3 separate regions of the Sus scrofa genome follow, and all the other regions are linked to region 1. A link is a contact called in public Hi-C and HiChIP or PLAC-seq data. All regions are on one chromosome and are shown on one strand. Each heading gives the region's core, a stretch centred on a gene start, on an enhancer-like site or on the middle of the called end of the contact. The rest is flanking DNA. Distances are from core to core; before and after follow the strand shown. Region 1 holds the start of TMEM91 (transmembrane protein 91). Region 2 holds the start of AXL (AXL receptor tyrosine kinase). Region 3 holds the start of HNRNPUL1 (heterogeneous nuclear ribonucleoprotein U-like protein 1).

What was found. A called contact is a pair of places that touch in the nucleus more often than the background predicts. HiChIP or PLAC-seq counts read pairs in DNA pulled down with a chosen protein or histone mark.
Region 2: an H3K27ac HiChIP or PLAC-seq map of alveolar macrophages shows a contact between it and region 1. The contact joins the promoter of AXL here to the promoter of TMEM91 in region 1. A contact is called at or near these places in 1 of 5 promoter capture datasets (liver), 4 of 47 Hi-C or Micro-C datasets (embryonic fibroblasts, heart right ventricle, liver and 1 more) and 1 of 2 datasets of contacts at active chromatin or transcription factors (alveolar macrophages).
Region 3: a Hi-C map of liver shows a contact between it and region 1, with 4 times the contacts expected there. The contact joins the promoter of HNRNPUL1 here to the promoter of TMEM91 in region 1. A contact is called at or near these places in 2 of 5 promoter capture datasets (fetal liver and liver), 2 of 47 Hi-C or Micro-C datasets (embryonic fibroblasts and liver) and 1 of 2 datasets of contacts at active chromatin or transcription factors (alveolar macrophages).

The regions. Positions count from the first base shown.
Region 1 is chr6:49,364,752-49,367,480 of Sscrofa11.1, reverse strand. TMEM91 (transmembrane protein 91) reads right to left here and starts at 1,408. Exons shown (of 4, transcript XM_003355932.4): 1 at 1,201-1,408.
Region 2 is chr6:49,244,424-49,247,152 of Sscrofa11.1, reverse strand. AXL (AXL receptor tyrosine kinase) reads right to left here and starts at 1,351. Exons shown (of 23, transcript NM_001128458.1): 1 at 1,221-1,351; 2 at 1-121. The coding sequence starts at 1,284.
Region 3 is chr6:49,278,943-49,281,671 of Sscrofa11.1, reverse strand. HNRNPUL1 (heterogeneous nuclear ribonucleoprotein U-like protein 1) reads right to left here and starts at 1,376. Exons shown (of 17, transcript XM_021094416.1): 1 at 1,076-1,376. The coding sequence starts at 1,376.

The DNA of each region.
Region 1 (2,729 bases), core at 159-2,658:
CACCGCAGCTCACGGCAACGCCGGATCCTTAACCCACCAAGCAAGGTCAGGGATCGAACCTGTGTCCTCATGGATTATTCAGATTCGTTTCCGCTGAGCCATGACAGGAACGCCCCCATTTTATAGATAATAAAACTGAGCCCCAGAGAGTAAAAGAGGTTGGTCCAGAAGTTCCTGCTGTGGCACAACGGGATCAGCAACATCTTGGGAGCGCTGGGATGCAGGTTCGATCCCCAGCCCGGCACAGTGGTTTAAGGATCCGGTGTTGCCACAGCTGTGGCTTAGGTGGCAACTATGGCTGGGATCTGATCCCTGGCCCGCTAACTCCATATGCTGTGGGGCGGCCAAAAAAAAAAAAAGGTTGGTCCAAGTTGTGAAGGGAGCTCAGGAATCTGGACTTCTCTCTCCTCAGGGCAAAACCACATACCTGTTGCACATTTATTCCAAACCATACTGTACACACGTATACCTGGCCTGTGAACTACACACCCATCCTTGGTTCGCACTCCCATCCCTCCCCCCATCCCCATCCCCAGAGATGCTTAGTTCGCACACCTCCTGTTCCCCCACCCCAAGCCTGCATACTCTCAATGCCCAAGTCCCTGCCACACATACCGATCCAGGCAAGCCCAACGCCACCTCCACTTGCCCCAAATTCATGTCCCAAGGGACTGTCTGCATGCTTGCCCCAAACATGAGCTCTCTGAAAACACTCCTCTGGTGCCCCCAATCGTCTTACAAATTCACCCCAAATAACTCCATGTTCATCTTAATCCCCCAGCATCAGATCCCCCCAGGTGCACAGATATGCCCAGGCTTCCCACACATGCAGCCTGGACACTCTGCCCTGTTCCCATCACTTCTGCTTTGAGGCAGCCTATCACCTCTCCTCGGGGGCCACACAGCCTCTCCTCCTCCACCCACATCCATGACCCACACCCGCCAGCTCCCCAGACACCTCATGTTTTACCAGAGTCCGCCCTTGTACAGCTCCCCTATAACACCCCCAACCCCCCCCCAACTCCACCACAGAGCACACCCCTGGGGGAGGGGAGGGTCCTCAATTCTCCCGCCCTCAGGCCAAACCTGGGTTGAGCCGGTTTTCTCTCAAGGTTTTGCTCCTCAACCCCACCCACTGCTCCTTCCCCAACGCCAAGAACCCTGAGAATAGCGGTGCCCCCACCCGCGCCCCTCACTCACCGCCCGCAGCCACAGGCCGGGACCTCCTGCGCCCCCTGCACTGACACCCGCCCCGACCCTGCGGCCCGGGGTGGGGAAACTCTTGAGCCCAGCGCTCCCCGGGGCCGGGGCCTGGAGGCTTGGGGTCTGCGCGTTCGGCTGGGCCCCCCTCCCAGCGCCCCGGGCCCGCAGCGCGCGGGGGCGGGGATGGGGCGGGGCGAGGCTCCCGGGCTCCGCCCTCCGCGGAAGCTGGGAGGGGGCCTGGGGCCGACGTCCGCACAGTGGCGCGGGCATCTGTCACCCCGGATGTGGAGGAGCGGGCGGCAGTCTCCGAGGACGGCAGGCCCAGACCCCGGAACCCCAACCCAAAAGCCGCAGGACAGAGGAGGGGTCGTCCCAATTCTCCAGGCTTCCTGGCTTGGCCCCACCTCCACCCCCTGTCCTCCCACCTGCCCGACAATTAACAGCAACCCGGCTACCTCCGGGCACGGCCCTTAGTGCTTTACGTATACGCGTACACGTTTACCCCTAAGAACGACCTCTGAGGCACGCTGATTGATTGTCCTGTCGTGCCCAAAAGGAAACCAGCGCAGAGGAGTTAGGAGTTGCCAAGGAGCCCGCCGTCCGCCGGGTCACTACCCCTGGCTTCGATGCCCTACGTTAATCATCGCTCACATTCCCCTCAGTAGCTCCATTTCTTCTTCTTCTTCTTTTTTTTTTTTTTTTCTTTTTTTCCACTGTACAGCATGGGGACCCAGTTACACATGCATGTATATCTCTTTTTCTTTTTCTTTTTTTTTTAAAGTAGTTCTCTTTCTACCCCTCTTCTGCTGGTAAGGAAACTGAGGCTCAGCCATGTGTGCACACTTGGCCGGTAAACAACTGATACTGGGACCCACTGGCAGATTGTAACCCAGGGCTGTATTTCCTGCTGGCCCAAAGGGAGGAGAGAAAGCAGATGCAGAAGGTGAGGTGGGGGCTTCCTGGGAAGAGGGTGGAGGTGGTGTGCTGGTTATCAGGTGGTACAGTTGGTGGTTATGAGTCAGTGTTTGAACCCACGCAGACCTGAATTCCTTTCCAGGCTCTTCAAAGGTGTTTTCTGCATGATCTCTGGATAAGGGCATCACCTCTCTGAACTGCAATTTCTTCATCTATAAAATGGGGTAAACACTCCCTGCTTCTTAGCTGTGATAACATAATGTGCTTAAGTTAGGTGCCATAACAACTGTCCAACATGTGCCCCAACCTAAGCACTCTGAGGGTGTTTAGGAGTATAATTATTTATATCCATCTTCATTAATCTGATTAGGGGATTCTTCTCACCCTGCAGGCCTCCACCTCCTCAGGGAGCCCACCCGGCTTGCACTGGCTTCCCTTTCTCGGAAGCCCTCCATTTCACCAGTCCCAGGCAGCCGAAGTGGAGGACTCCCCTCCCGCTGTGAGGCCAGCCAGGGTTCCCTTGCTCCAGGGCTCCAGGGCTCCAGGGCTCCAGGGTTCCAGGCTCTAGGGCGCTGAGCCAAGAGTCCAGATGCTGGAGCTGGCACGGGCCC
Region 2 (2,729 bases), core at 102-2,601, 120 kb after region 1:
CAGGTCACCTCAGGAGGCTCCCCCTGAACCTGGAGCTCACACCTAAGGGCCCCCATGAGTCCTCGGGCGCCAGTGATGTTCCCCGGACTCCCCACAAAGGGGTGCACTTCGGCTGGGGCAACTGCAGGGAGAGGGAAGAGTTAGCTCGGAACCGGCTTTCCCTCCAACTCCCCAGTCCTCGTCCCCCCACCTTCCCGCCTGCCCCGGGCAGCCAGGACCCCACCAGGCCCTTAGGCCCACATAGTTGTAGAGTGACCTCAGCGGGGGGGTGGAGGGTGGAGGCTTTAAGGGGAGGAGGGGAGCCTTCCCAAGGGACTGGGGTCCGGCCTCCATCCCTTGTCCGTTGGGAAGGAGGCCCAGGATCTGGCAGCCTCCCACGCTCTGACGGCCCGGCTGGCCCGCCACCCCCGCCTCCCCTCCCTTAGGGTCTCCAGAGACTTGACAGATCAGGCTGGTGGATGGTGGTTGGGGGGACGGGGGGGGGGGAAGAGGGGGAGAAACAGGGAAAGACGAGAGGAACAGAGACCCAGAGACAGACAGAGGTGGAGACTCAGCCCCCAGAGGGGAAAAAGTGGGGGAGGAGACCCGGAGGGAGACAGAGACATTGAGAGAGGCCCTCAGAGAACGGGAATGACAAAGACAGAGAAGGTGGGGGTCGAGAGAGAAATGGGAGACCCACAGAGGTGGCAGGGCGGGAGGCAGAGCCCCTGGCCCTGGAGGCAAACACACAGACAAACAGGGGTGGGGTAAGGAGAAGGGGGGTGACAGTAACAGGGTTTTCCCCTAGGGCTCCGGAGCCCTCCCCATCCCGCTGCCTGACTTGAGGCTCCTTTCTCCAATATTCCTTGCCAGGCAGCCCCCAGCTCACCCCCCACCCCGGCTCCCCAAGGCCCCCATCTCAAGTCTAGCCTCTACCCCTACCCCTGCCCTCAGCTTCTCCTGTCTGTCCGTCTCTGTGTCCATCTCTTCCTGTCTCCGACCCTCCTAGTTTCTGTTTCTTGTCCTTCTGTTCCTCCTTTCTCAAGAGTCCCTTTTTCTTCCCGGGCCTCTCTCGGTTTGTCCCTGTGTCCCCTGTCTCCCTCTCTGTTGTTCCAAGGCAACTCTCCGAGCCAGCCCACGATTCGTCCCCCCCAAAAACACCTGCCATCCATCCCCCTCCTCTCCCTCCTGCCCCAGCCCCTCCATGGGTGGTCCTGCCCCACAGGCCCCCCATCACTCACCCTTGGGAGCCACGCACCCCCAGCAGCACAGCGCCCAGCACCAGGCCAGCAGGACCCTGTCCATCCTCCTCGGGCCACCGCACAATCAATGCCAAACTTTCCTCCGAAGTTGCTGGGCACCCCGCGGGGGGAGGGGGCAGGGCCGGGCTGTCCCCGGCCCTCCCCCCCAGCTCTGGGCTCCCCGGATTTGGCACTGCCGGCCTGGCACAGTGGGTGGGTGGGTGGGGGCTCTGCTCAGCAGCCGCCTTCCCCGCTCTCCTGCCTCCTTCTCTCCCAGACTTCGGGCAACCCTTTCCCCGCCTCTGCCCTCCCCCTGCCTCCGCCCACCGGGCCGGAGCCCAAGGGGCCACCTGGACTTGGAGGGGTTAATGGGAGAGAAGAGGACCAGCTCTGTCTTAAAGGGGCCCTAGAGGGAGGCCGGGAAGGGGGAAGGGGCCCCTGTGGCTGCGCCCCTAATCTTGGGCCAGCGAGGCAGGGAAGCAGTGTGTCTCTCCCCGGCCCTGGGCGCTGTCCCTCTGGGCTCCCTTCGTGTCTGGTAAACATTCCTCCAGAACTCCACTCCCCTGTGACGCCCCCCTCCCCGCCTCCACCCCCCAGCCCAGCCCAGCTAGGCACTCCCCCTCACACTCACAGGGCCTCAGACAGGGACACACACGCGCACACACACACACACACACACACACGCTCAGATGTCATCTACACACAGAGATGGGACAGGAGGAGACACGCAGGGGCACGCCGCTGGCCCACACTCCGGCAAGCCAGGTCAGGAACTCCATTCCTGGAGAAACCTCAGAAACCAGAGGACCCTGCAGCATGGGCAACCCTGGGGTACACTTGGGACACTCATAAAAAACGACCCACGTGGGCACAGAGGCAGGACACCAGTGGGTGGGCACTCACAGGGGTGCCCGACGACCCAGATGGGAATCCTGGCTCTGCCATTAACTGTGTGGTCTTGCAAGTAATGGGCCTCCCTGAGCCTCAGTTTGTCCATCTGTAAGGTGGGCATAGGAATAGAATCCACTGGGAGTTCCCATCATGGCTCAATAGTAACAAACCTGACTAGTATCCATGAAGATGCAGGTTCGATCCCTGGCTTCGCTCAGTGGGTTAAGGATCTGGCATTGCTGTGAGCAATGGTGTAGGTCGCAGGTGTGGCTCGGATCTAGCATTCCTGTGGCTGTGGCGTAGGCTGACAGCTGCAATCTGATTCGACCCCTAGCCTGGAAACCTCCATGTGCCACAGGTGCAGTCCTAAAAGCAAAAAAAACAGAGAGAGAGAAAAGGATAGAAGCCTCTTAGCAGACTGTGCTAGGACAGTGCACGTGCAGGTCTTTGCACGTGGTGAGCACAGCTGACAAGGTGCCCTTGATTTTTGCATCTCTTCTGTCTGTCTCTCTGTGCACTTGCACGGCTGTCTCCCTCTGGTGGATTGTGTATCCTGATCCTTGCCGTTCTGGTGCCTGTGTGTTGGTTCTCCTGCTTGTCCATTTCCTCACCCCTATG
Region 3 (2,729 bases), core at 127-2,626, 86 kb after region 1:
TCCTTTCACCCTCCATATCCTACACACTCTCCCCTCCCCTGTAGTAGTTACTGGACCAGCTACATACTCCTTGCTGGACACAAGGTTCTCTATCCCCCAGATACTCCATCCACTTCAAAACTTCACCAATTTGTTATCTTCTGCACCCCACCCCCAGCTACACTTGTTCTCCAAACGACAGATACTGTTAATCTAAAACCATTCAGCAGTAGCCACTGCATTATCTGTCCTCAGAGCCTTTCCAGCTCTAGACCTCCTGGTTCCTCACCCAGGGAGGCATCCTTCTCTCTGCCACCAGCCTCTGTACACCAAGGTTCCATATACCGCCTCTGGAAGTCAATCAGAAAGTCCCCAAATTGCCAGAACCAAATGCCCAGGTTGTCCCTGCCTACGGGTTGGCCTTCTAGTCCTGCATCTGAGTCCCTCACAGTACAATCGCATGGTGGTCTCCCACATCCCCTAAATGCTCCCAGGCCAAACACCAGAACATACAGTCTATTGGACCTTCCCCGGCCAGACGCCAGCACCCATCTTACATACAACCCACACTAATACCAAATATAAGAAGTCCCTGTGCCCCCCATTCAGGAGCAAACTCCAGGATCCTCCATCCTCAAAACTCTCCAGCCCAGAAAACAAAGCTCTCAACGCCTAGCTCATAGCCTGGGCTCGCACAGCTCCCAAGCTCTAAGATCATCATTTCCAAGACTCTCCTCAGCCCCCCAAATAGAAAACCTCTTGTTCTTCCGATTGTCTTCGGGTCCAGAAACCACAGCTTCCGGTTTCCGAGTCCTAGGCTGCGGAACCCTTTACAACCCCCCCCCCCGCCGACCTTCCTCATCTCCGAAACCGAGGACCCCCGCCCCCCATTCCAGGATCTCCCCTGCACCGAATGCCAGGATTCGCCCTCCGGTCGTCCCGCGGGCCTTGTCCCCAAATCCTTTTCAGCGACGGGCAGAGGCATCCCCCGATCCTTAGATCGTCTCCCCGACCTCAGGCGCCGGACTCCCGCGTCCCACAGCCCTTCCTCGGCCCGGACTCCGGGCTCCCCGGCCCCCGCCCCGCGCACTCTCACAATGTCCGTCCGGCCCCGAGTAGCCGCCGGGCTCCGGGTGCGGCTGCAGCTGCAGCCCGGGCGGCGGTGGCTGCGCGGTCCCCTCCAGCTCGGAGCCCCCCTCGGTCTCGACCTCCTCGCTGTTGTGCCCAGGTCGCCCCGGTTCGTCGTCGGCCTCGAGCTCCCGCTCGTCGTCGGGCTCCTCGGCCTCCAGCGCCGCCTGCAGCCGCTCAGCAAGCTCGGCCTTGAGGCCACGAGTGTCCAGGCCGCGGCGCTGCAGTTCCTCGCGAAGTTCGTTCACCTTCAGACGGCGCACATCCATGGCCCGGGCCCCCGGGGCGGCCCCCGAGCCCGGCCCGGCCTCCCAGGGCTCTGTCCCCCTTAAACCTTTCCTGTCAGGAGGCGAAGGGGGAAAGGGGGGGGCCCCCACTCCAATGGCGGCGGCGGCTCAAAATGGCCGCCGCCGCCACCTCCCCCTCCTCCGTGGCCCCGTGCGATGCAACACGGGTGCCAATTGGCCACCGCATGGGAGCAACGGGCGCGGGCCCAGAGACTCGACCAATCAGAGCGTGTCTTTCAAAAGAACGGCACTGAAAGGGCTTGGGAGCTACCGGGGAGGAAGCGTTGGCCTACGTCGATGCCGAAGCCGGAGCGGGAGGGCGGGAAAAGGTGAGAGGCGGAGCGCGCGGTGATTGGGTAGCGTTCGCGCGCCCGCTCCAGTAGGGTCAAATGAGGGAAAGGGAGTAAAGACCTGGACCCATCAGCAGTGAGATCTCAGAATGAGGTCCCCACGGCCTTTCCTGCGCGGTCCTTTCATCAAACTAGTGTCTCTGTAACACATATCTTGATTGGTCTAAATCTCCCGCCCCTGGAGGCGTCCAAGCGGGTAAAACCACTAGGACCAATCAAATGGAGGGTCCGCAAACCACTCCTCCCCGCCCCCTTTCAAGATTGCCTTTAGGAAACCGGAAAGAGATGAATTCACGAAGGACCTTCCCCTTGCCGTTAGGGCGGTTTCAAAACAATCTGTCCACCAATCGTAGTTCCTGTCTTATCTCGGTAAAGCTAGTACAGTTGCACCGTTTTAGGAAAACCTAGCCAGATTGGCTATTCTGGTTACGGACCGCCTTACAAACTTCGCCGTAGAGGGAAGTATACTAAACAGAGATTTAGGTACACAAATTGTTCTTAGTCTGGAAGAAACTCAGTTGCTTTTATGAAAAGCAGCTCTTTGGCTTCAGAGAGTCCTGAAGGTTTGAAAGCAGAGACAAACAACGGGGAAAAAGTTGTGAAAGAAATCTCACTCTCTCCCCTTTGATAGATCATCTCACGGGGCCCCTCTTTCCATTATCATAGCTGCGCTGACGTCTTTCTCTCCGGTTGCTATCTTACGTGGAATGGGCGCTCTGTACGCGGTCATTCCCTTTCCATGCGGAAGGGCTTCCAAAAGCTCAGGGGTCTCTACCCCAAATCATCTATGCTGATTTGCTAGTTTGGCGTCTGTATTGACAAGCTCAATACACAGATTAAGCCTCGCGCTACTAAACGCCGTAGTTTCATTATGTTTAACCCTGCACCACCTGTCGCCTCTAACTCAAAAAAACAAGCCTTCTGTAAGGTACATTATCAATATGCACAATGCAAATGCCCGCTGCTCACTGGGCTATACCTAAAG